Linked DNA regions of Sus scrofa: region 1 is linked to region 2. Evidence: chromatin contacts called from public Hi-C data. All regions are on one chromosome and are shown on one strand. The core of a region is the stretch at or near the end of the contact, and the rest is flanking DNA. Distances in the headings are between cores, read along the strand shown. Region 1 has its middle 69 kb from the start of PALMD. Region 2 overlaps FRRS1 (ferric chelate reductase 1).

Region 1 (4,833 bases), core at 912-3,411, 140 kb after region 2:
AGCTCATTAAAAGTGTGGAAAAAATCTGTTGGAAAAATCTATTAGAAACATTTGCCAAAATCTTGTCAGAAAACTTCACTACACGGAGAATTAAGTAAATAAAAGTACCTGGTAGGTGCATGTCCCCTGAGAGTGGTATTTTTGCTCTAAGAGTTATTTGATTCAGTTAAATAATGAATATAAATTTATTCCTTTTTAGGTAGATGTTTGTTGTCATGTTTGAAACGAAGTCGGGTTTTTACCAGGTTGGGCTCCGTGTTCTGTAAAGCTTATATCCTCATCGTTGGCACTGTCTGTTTGGTGGCAGTCATTTGAAGGGTGAAGTCACATTCCTGGCTGAGATGTGTGAAGTCAAACCAGGAATTAGCTCGAAATACTCAAGTGCTCAAGTGATGTGACCGGGATAAATGCGGAGGAGAAACTGAGAGTTGTGTTCGTCATCAAGGAATTAGTATCCCTTAAAATCGTTGAGAATAGGATCCTGGGCATTGGGATTTTTGCTGGCGGAAGAGTGAATGTTGCCGAGTGAGGGGGAAAGGACGCAGGGGAAAGGTGGACCCAGGCGTGTATGTTTGGGAGCCTGGGACAGCACGGGCCAGGGTGGTCTCAGGAGGACTGTTCCTGGCAGGTGGGGGTGGGGGTGGGGGTGGGGATGGGGGGTCAGAGAATGAGGGAGAGAAGGAGTCAGAATGGTGGTACCTCCTTTAACACCCAGCTTAGATACACTCCTCAGAGACACACACTTGGGGTTTCCTGGGAGATTCATGTGGCTGCTTTTTATGACATCTTAAAAGCAAACATCCTCCTTCTTAGAAACCAAAGCACTTTACCATATATTGCCCATGGCACTCAGTTATAATGATTATTTTCTGAGGAAAACAGTAGGGGTTTCAGGAGTTTTAAAAACTCGTGTCTTTAGTTGGCACTCTTCTCTTTTCCTCAATCCAACTTCAGTGTTAATGAGCATTATTATGCGTTTAGGCACTGTGCTGGTCCCTGGGCATGAAAAGATAATTAATAAATGAATGCTTCAAGAATGCTTCAGATAAAGGATGGGGTTTGGATAGGTGGATGGGTGGGGTTTGGCTAGAAATAGATGATGGCATGTAAGCTTTACTAAAGGGAAAATATTTGGCAGGAAATGAAGAGAGAAAAACATTGTAGATAGAGCCATGGCTTCTTCAGAAAATAGTGAGTAATGTGGTGGGATTTGAATATATGATTGGAAAAGAATCTAGTGAGGAAGATAGTAAATATAATTATAGCTGTTATTTATTGAGCACTTTTTTTTTTTGTACATAAACTAGTTTAAAGTCAGAATGTGAGACCTTAAATGTTATGGTAAGAGATTTACTTTATTCTTAGAACAAGTAGAGAATGACTCCCTGTGAATTCACAATTCTGTAGTAATCTAATCATGGCTATAATCATTGAGCTTTTATTTTGTGTCAGGCATTGGCCTAAGTACATTAAACATTATCTCATTTATTAGGTCAGAGTCTATTATATTAGTATAACAAGATGTGATAAAGGCCTTGATTAGATTTATACTGATCAGGAGAGAAAGGGCAAGCGTTTAACCAGTGGCAGGGAAAATATTTCTAGACCTTAGTGATTCATTCATTCACGCTTATTGATTCATTCGTTCATTCGGAAAACATTTATTAAAACACTTACTCTTTCTCAGGCTCTGGGCCAAGTGTCAGAAGCCAGGTATATGTGGTGAGAGCTTACTGTGTGCCAAACACTGTTCCAAGAACTTTGCAGGTAGGTGTCTTACTATTATCATTCCTGCAGTCGAGGAAATACAGGTACAGAAAAGTCAAATTGGTCAGGTCCAGTCAGCCACCATGTAGGATCTGACCTCCATGGCCTGGCTGGAGAGCTGTCATCCTTTTGACACTCTATGTCTCACAGTTAGATAAGACCTCAGACCTCAAACGTGTCGTTTTTAAGTTGGGGAGAAGGACATGGAAGACATAACTAAAATGCCCCAGGTGTATGTTCCAGTACACACAGTGCCATGTGTTATTTCCAGCTTGGGGCCCTTATGAACAAAACTGCAACAGACATTCATGCACAGGATTAATGTGAATGTGAGTCTTCATTGCTCTGAGATCAATGCCTAAGAGCATAGTAGCCAAGTGTGAGTGATCTGGTTTCTCTGTATCCCGGCCAGAGTTTGGGACTGTCACAATTTGTTTGTTGTAGTCATTCTGGTAGGTGTGCAGTTGTATGCCCTTGTGATTCTCATTTGCACTTCTTTAGTGGCCAGTAATGTCAAACATCTTTTGTGTGCTTATTTGCCATCCTTATATCATCTTCCATGAAATGTCTCTTCAGGTTTTTTTGCCTATGTATTACCTAGATTTTTTTTTTTTCCCCTGTTGAGTTTTGAGAATTCTTCACATTTCCAGTCACTAGACACCAGTCCTTTGTCGGTTATGTTTGGTTTGCAAATATTTTCTCTTGGTCTGTAGCTTGTCATAAACAAGGTCTTTAGCATAGCACAAGTTTTAATTTTAATAAAGTCCAATTTACCAATTTTTCATTTGTTATCAAGTCTAACAACTCTGCCTAGTTTTAGGTTCTCAAGATTTTCTCATATGTGCTCTTCTAAAAGTTTTATGGTTTAATGTTTTCCATTTGTCAATATTTACTTTTGTGTATGTGTGTGTGTGTTTTTTGTAAAAGAGAAGGTTTAGGTCAAGTTACTTTCTCCTCTTCCTTTTCTCCTTTTCTCCTTCTCTCTCTCTTTCCCCCTTCTTCTCCTGTCTTCTTCTTCTCTTTTTTTTGCCCGTGGTTGTTCAATTGCTTCAGCATGTGTTGTCCAAAAGGCCTACTGTACAGCATAGGGAAATGTGTGTGATTAGGTTAGTTTGTACAATAGAACTTGATGAAGCATTGTAAATCAACTATACTTTAATAATAATAATAAAAATTAAAAAAGAATTTACTTAAAAAAAAAAAAAGGCAGTCTTTCCTCCATTGAATTGTTTTTGTGCCCTTGTCAGTAATCAGTTGGGCCTGTTTGTGGGTATCTATTTTGGGGCTTTCTATTCTGTTTCATTGATCTGTGTGCTTATTCCTGCAATAATACCATGCAGCCTCGATTACTGTAGCTATAATCTAATTCTTAAGTTGAGGTAGACTGATTCTTCCCACTTCATTTTTAAAAAAAGTTATTTTTAACTATTCAAGTTTCTTTGCCTTTCCACATACATTTGAGAACAGTCTCATTTATGTCTATAAGAAATCTTGCTGAATTTTGATAAGAATTATGTTAAACCTTGCATGTCAATTTGGGGAGAACTGACATCAACTTATGCTTAGTCTTCCAATCTATGAATGTGGTATATCTTGCCATTTATTAGATCTTCTTTGCTTTCTTTCATAAGTGTTTTGTAATTTTCAGCATCTAAGTCCTATGCCTGTTTCTGTTAGATTTACATCTAAGTGATTCATTTGGGGGAACAGTTATAACTGGTATTGCATTTTAAATTTCAGTGTCTATGTGTTCACATAGAAATATAATGGATTTTTGTATGTTTATGTTGTATCTTGTGAACTTGCTCACCTCATTTACTAGTAGTAATATGTTCTAGAAGTTCTTTTGGAGGTTCTTTAAATTTTTTTTCATGGGCAATCATGTCATATGAAAATACATGCAGGTTAATTTTTTCCTTTAAAATCTCTATGCTTTTTTTTTTTTCATTCCTTATTGTATTAACTAGAATTTTCAGAACTATGTTGAGTAGTGGTGAGAGTGACAGTATTGCCTTGTTTCTGATCTAGGTGGTGGTTGTGGGTGTGAAGAATGAATTTTGATTCATATCCAGGTCTGTCTGTCTCCAAAGTCTATGTTAAAGTGGATGCTAGGTTAAGGAACCATGAGGCCAGGCATTGGATCATGGCAGAATTTAGCAGGAAAAAGAAGGTATGAGTACAGATGAGAACACTGGGGGAAATTGTGAAGAAAGGAGATTAGAGGATATTGCAATTTTATGATTTTTATGTGTTAAGTGTTCATTATCTATAATAATAATGTGGCATAATATCTGTAGCGTATTTAGGGTAGTATACAAACACTCATATGTATTCATATATAATACTATATAAGGTCTTTGAACATGATCACTATAACTTTTCTGCTTCACAAAAGGAAGCCAAATTAGAATAAGTGGAACTCTTTAAAAGTGTAACTGGAAAAATATATTTGCATTCACTTTTCTATGCACAAAATCTCTGGAAGAACAAATAGGAAACTTATAGTGATGATTCTTTGTTGTGTGGCAGGATACAGTGGTGCTGGCAGTGTAGCTGCAGAACTAAGATGGATAGGAGGGAGGCTTTTTACTAGTATCATTTTATAATTTAAAAAATTTGACCTCTATGAATGTAGTAGTTATCCAGTTTTTTTAATAAAAGGAAAAAAAAATTAGAATCGGCAATCTTAAGAGTTTATCTGTTTCCTTCCCTGGAAGTGTTGGGTTGAGTGCACATGCCCGTTAACCAAGGACGGTGCGAAGAGAGATTCTTTCTGTGGGTGAGAGGTAGAATTTGATGGTCTCTGCTGTCCCTGTGTTGGGATTACCTGAATGTGAGTGGCTTCTCTATTATACTCTCAGTCTTTATTCAAGAAATGTACATTAAGGAGTTCCCGTCGTGGCGCAGTGGTTAACGAATCTGACTAGGAACCATGAGGTTGCGGGTTCGGTCCCTGCCCTTGCTCAGTGGGTTAACGATCCGGCGTTGCCGTGAGCTGTGGTGTAGGTTGCAGACGTGGCTCGGATCCTGCGTTGCTGTGGCTCTGGCGTGGGCTGGTGGCTATAG
Region 2 (4,786 bases), core at 1,081-3,580:
AAAAAAATACTCCTCATTGGAACAGTTTTGACTTTATCAGAAGGTGTTCTTGAGACTTCATATACGTTTATAGCTTTTAAGATTTACCTTCTCTAACATCATGTCTCACCATTGGCTGGCAGCGTCAATCTTTTTATTTATTCTTTATCATGATGCATGTCTTGCTCCTTCCTGTCTGTCTGCCTCTGATTGCTTTCTCTCATCTTCTCAGGTGGATATTCCCAGCTGGAAAATTCTTTTTGTCTCCTCTTTACTAACTCAAATTCTCCACTGTCTTTTTTTTTTTTTTTTTTTTTTTTTTTGTCTTTTTGCCTTTTCTAGGGCCGCTCCTGCGGCATATGGAGGTTCCCAGGCTAGGGGTCTAATCGGAGCTGTAGCCGCCGGCCTACCCCAGAGCCACAGCAACACGGGATCCGAGCCGCATCTGCAACCTACACCGCAGCTCACGGCAACTCTGGATCCTTAACCCACTGAGCAGGGCCAGGGATCGAACCCGCAACCTCATGGTTCCTAGTCGGATTCGTTAACCACTGCGCCACAATGGGAACTCCTCCACTGTCTCTAAAACTATGATGTCTATATTTATGGATGACTCTATGTCGTACTTTCTCTGGGACGGTTTTGGTTTGCACTGGTTATCTTGGCATAATCAATGAGCAGGGCCCATTTTCACGCTCAGTATTCTTCTCATTTGGATAATGAATTATACATTTCAAATGTGTTTCTCTTCTCAGCTCAATTAAATTCCACACTCCTCAGAAACTAGTACCTTCTGTTTCCTTGTAGTCTTATTGTATCCAAGCACTGTGCTTGGTGGTGAAACTTAGTAAAAATATGTTTGGAAGGCAATGATGGACCCGGCAGGTAAGTATGTGTGAAATATCCGTTCCAGCTGCTCTGTGCAGCTGAGGCCTTGGCAGATGCTTTTGAATGATGAGGTTGGCAGCTTAGGCTTTTCTTTAATGTTCAGTGATATAGTCAAATTCTTTTTTTAACTGACCCCACATTGTAGTAGGTTGTCAGATGCGTGCCTTCCGTGAATCTCATCCCATGATCATCCTCATGACGCCAGCTCCTTTCTCCCACACAGCCGACTCTCTCCTCATTTTGTCCTTTCACCCTTGCAGGTGCATCGAGGGCTCATGCTCACTACTTCTGCCTTCACCTTCATTGCTTTTCTTCTGCCTTTTATTTACAGAAGAGGCTGGAATTGGGTAAGTAGTTCTTAAACGGAATGCTTCCATTCTATTTATATGTTTTAAATTCATTTTGGTGTCAAGGGAGATTGCTGTTTTATTCTCAAATGATGGATAAAAAGATATTTCTGCACATATCCTTTCCTTTTTGATTCATTTGATAACTAATTCACATGGTTGGGGGTCAGGGATGGAGTGAGAATGTCAGTGCAGATTACTTGGTAATGAAATGTATCTTTAGGTTGCCTTAGATGTGAGGTATACACTGCATAGCTTTCATGAGTCTTCTCACTAAGGAATGGTGAAAATTGAAAGTATGATATCTAAGGAACATGAACACTGAATGTGGTTTTCTCTAACTAATGCTATGGGAGCAGCTGTGCTAAGTGCTTTATGTATGTTACCAAATTTAAACCTCAAATGAAGTAGTTATAGATAATAATCTCATCGTTGTCACAATGTCTCAAATGGGTATCTCCAGCTTAGACCTCTCCCTGGCTTGAGACTCACACATCCAGCTTTCTACTCAGGAACTCACCTGGCAGGTCTAAGACATCTCAAACTGAAGTCCTGATCTTCTCTCCCAGTCCCGCCGTCCCATAATAGTTGTTGGCAGTTCTCTTCTTAGGCCAAAGCTTGAGAATTATTCTTAACTCTGCTTGTACACCTCGCATCACACAAGTCTAATACCACACTCCTCACCGTCACTAGTGCTCCTGTGTGGGTTTGAGCCGCCATCGTCTTTTGCCTGGACTGTTGGAGTAGGCGTCTGATTGGTCTGTTTTCAACCAAGGAGCAGAGTGATTTTTTTTAAACTGATTTTTATTTTTTCCATTATAGCTGGTTTACAGTGTTCTGTCAGTTTTCTACCATACGGCAAGGCGACCCAGTCCCACATACATATATATACATTCTTGTTCTCACATTATCTCCATCATCCTCCATCATAAGTGACTCGATACAGTTCCCAGTGCTGTACAGCAGGATCTCATTGCTCAGAGCGATTTTTAAAAAATGTAAATTGGATCATGTCATTTCTATGTCCCAAACTGTTTTCTCTGATGTCTCAATTCTACTCAAAGGTCAAAGTCCTCCGTGATTGGCTGCCAGTTACTCTCTGAATTGACCTCCCCCCTCATCACGTGGCTCGTCTCATCTCACACTGGCCTGATGCTAGGCGTGCTCTGCTTTATTGTCTGCCTCCACCTCGGTCATGCTTCCTCTACCCTCACCTTCTCAAGCCTTTACTCAAAAATAACTTCTCAAAGAGCCCTGCCCTGCTCTGTTTTTTCCTAAGGCACTCTTGACCTTATTCATTTCATATAATTTACTTATGTGAGGTATTTGTTCTTTGTCTGCCTCCTCACACTAGTTTGTGAGCTCCATGAGAGCTGGGTTATTTACTGGTATGTTTGCTGGTGTATCTCTAATACCCAGAACATTCTGGTACATCAGGTACTCAGTGAATACTTATCAAGTGAATGAGTAAGGCTTGACAAGAGTGGGAGACGTACCTAAGGTCAGAGCCTGTGCTTCTGATTATACTCTTCCAGTTTCCCAGCTGGTCAGAATTTGATGTCAGGATTTAGTGCTTCAGTTTGGGCTCTTGCTACAAGGACTAAGATTGATGGATCTTGGGTCACAGACATTACTAGGAAAGCTCCTTCCTGCTTTTTTAGATGGTTTATAAATGGGTCCATCTGTTCTGCAAAGGAAATTATGAAGATTTTCTGATATGAATCAAGACATTGGAACTTTATTCTCTCCAGGTACTTGGGACAAGCATAAAACTTCCTTTGTAAACTCTGTAGCTTGCAGTCTTTGCAGTTTAGGAAGAGGATAGTAAGGTTGAGAGCACAAGTCTGCAAATCCTCATGTCATCGTTTGTTACTTGGACACATTGGGCAAGTCGCTTCACTTCTCCGTCCCTCAGTTTACTCAAATGGGAGTAGTATACTGTCTATCTCATAGGCTCGCTGAGGGTTGAGAGTTAATGAACTGAAAGCACTCAACATCATTCCCAGCAGATTCTAAACACATAAGAATTTTGTAGCTGCTGTTACGGTTTTTTTCTTTCTTTCTTTTTTTTTTTTTCTGGGGCTACACCTGCAGCATATGGAGGTTCCCAGGCTAGGGGTCGAATCAGAGCTATAGCCTTTGGCCTAGGCCAGAGCCACAGCAACGTGGGATCTGAGCCGAGTCTTAGACCTACACCACAGCTCATGGCAATGCCTGATCCTTAACCCACTGAGCGAGGCCAGGGATCGAACCCACAGCCTCATGGTTCCTAGTTGGATTCATTAACCACTGAGCTACGACAGGAACCCCCTGTTACTATTTTTTAGCAGCTAGGTTCACGTTCCAGCTCCACGGTCCAGGCTATAACTTATCCGTGTATAACTGAGTCCATAGTTTAAAAGCTTTATGGTGCTCTTCTGTCAGCTTTTAATTCCTAATTAGCAGAAGCTTCCTATCTTGGCTTAGAAACCCCTGTGTCCTTGCTCTAGATCACAGGTTTCAGAGCCTCCCCAAGCAGGGCAGTCAGTGACAACAGATTGTGCCATCCTCCATCTAAACGTGTCATGCAGTGGAACATGTTCTCAATCTCTGCGTTTTAAAGTGAAATAGTTGTGCAGCACGGTCTAAGCCAATCCTCTGCTCCCTTCAGCAGGCACACATCACTGAGGGAGGAGTGTCACTGAACCTGTTGAGATAGCAGGTTGATGATTCAACACGTTCTGAACAGAGGCGATGAGATTGTAATACAGTGACAATGCAGGTTATTCACTTAATCAACAAACATCTGTTGAGTGTTGAGCAGGTGGGGGATACGGATTCAAATAAAATCAAACACTGACTAGTCCTAGATGGGCTCGAATGGCTGTCCTGGTGCTGGTGGGCATCTAGCATCCTGATGGGAAGAGGTGGCGTTCTGTGCATTCATTCTCCCACAACCGTTTACACGCCGTGTGGCCTCGGATGCGCTACTCGATCTCTCTCAGTCTCAGTTCCACTAACTGTCATCATAGTGACCATGTGTATGAAGTATATGCCTGGTGTAGATACTCAGTGAAAGGTACCTGTTGTTATCATTATTAAATGTTTGAAGCTCTGGAAAAACCCTATAAGAATACATCTGTGTGTATTATTTTTAACTTGAGGGTTTAAATGGATGGGCATTGAGGCCATTAAAATGACATTACTGTGTTCAGCATGCAGGTTATCACCCGTTCCTTGGTTGTACCGTGATGATTCTAGCAGTTCTTCAGCTTCTTTTGGCGGCCTTCAGACCACCCTCTCATGACCCAAGGTACTTGGCGTCTTCATTTATCAGTGCTCTTGTGTAGATGTCATTAGTTGGCACACAAATTCCTTTTCTGCACTTTATAAAATTCAGTGATAAATTATATTTATTTTCAAAGGTTTTAAAATGTATTTCTGATATCTGATGCCTAGCCGTTAAGGGAAATAGCATGCTTTTTATTCTCTTGGGAATTAATTGTAGTTCTATCACTTTTAAGAATACTGACTGGTTCTTTATTTGGTAGGAGGCAAATGTTTAACTGGACTCATTGGAGTGTGGGAACAGC

The links. Hi-C and Micro-C count contacts between places; a contact is called where the count stands out from the background.
Region 1: a Hi-C map of liver shows a contact between it and region 2, with 2.1 times the contacts expected there. A contact is called at or near these places in 3 of 47 Hi-C or Micro-C datasets (embryonic fibroblasts and liver) and 1 of 2 datasets of targeted methods (skeletal muscle).

What each region holds. Positions count from the first base shown.
Region 1 is chr4:118,494,675-118,499,507 of Sscrofa11.1, forward strand. No RefSeq gene overlaps it. Among named protein-coding and RNA genes, the nearest start is that of PALMD, 69 kb to the left of the region's middle.
Region 2 is chr4:118,359,136-118,363,921 of Sscrofa11.1, forward strand. FRRS1 (ferric chelate reductase 1) reads left to right here. Exons shown (of 15, transcript NM_001128486.1): 10 at 1,128-1,214; 11 at 4,409-4,506; 12 at 4,745-4,786. Among named protein-coding and RNA genes, the nearest start is that of FRRS1, 31 kb to the left of the region's middle.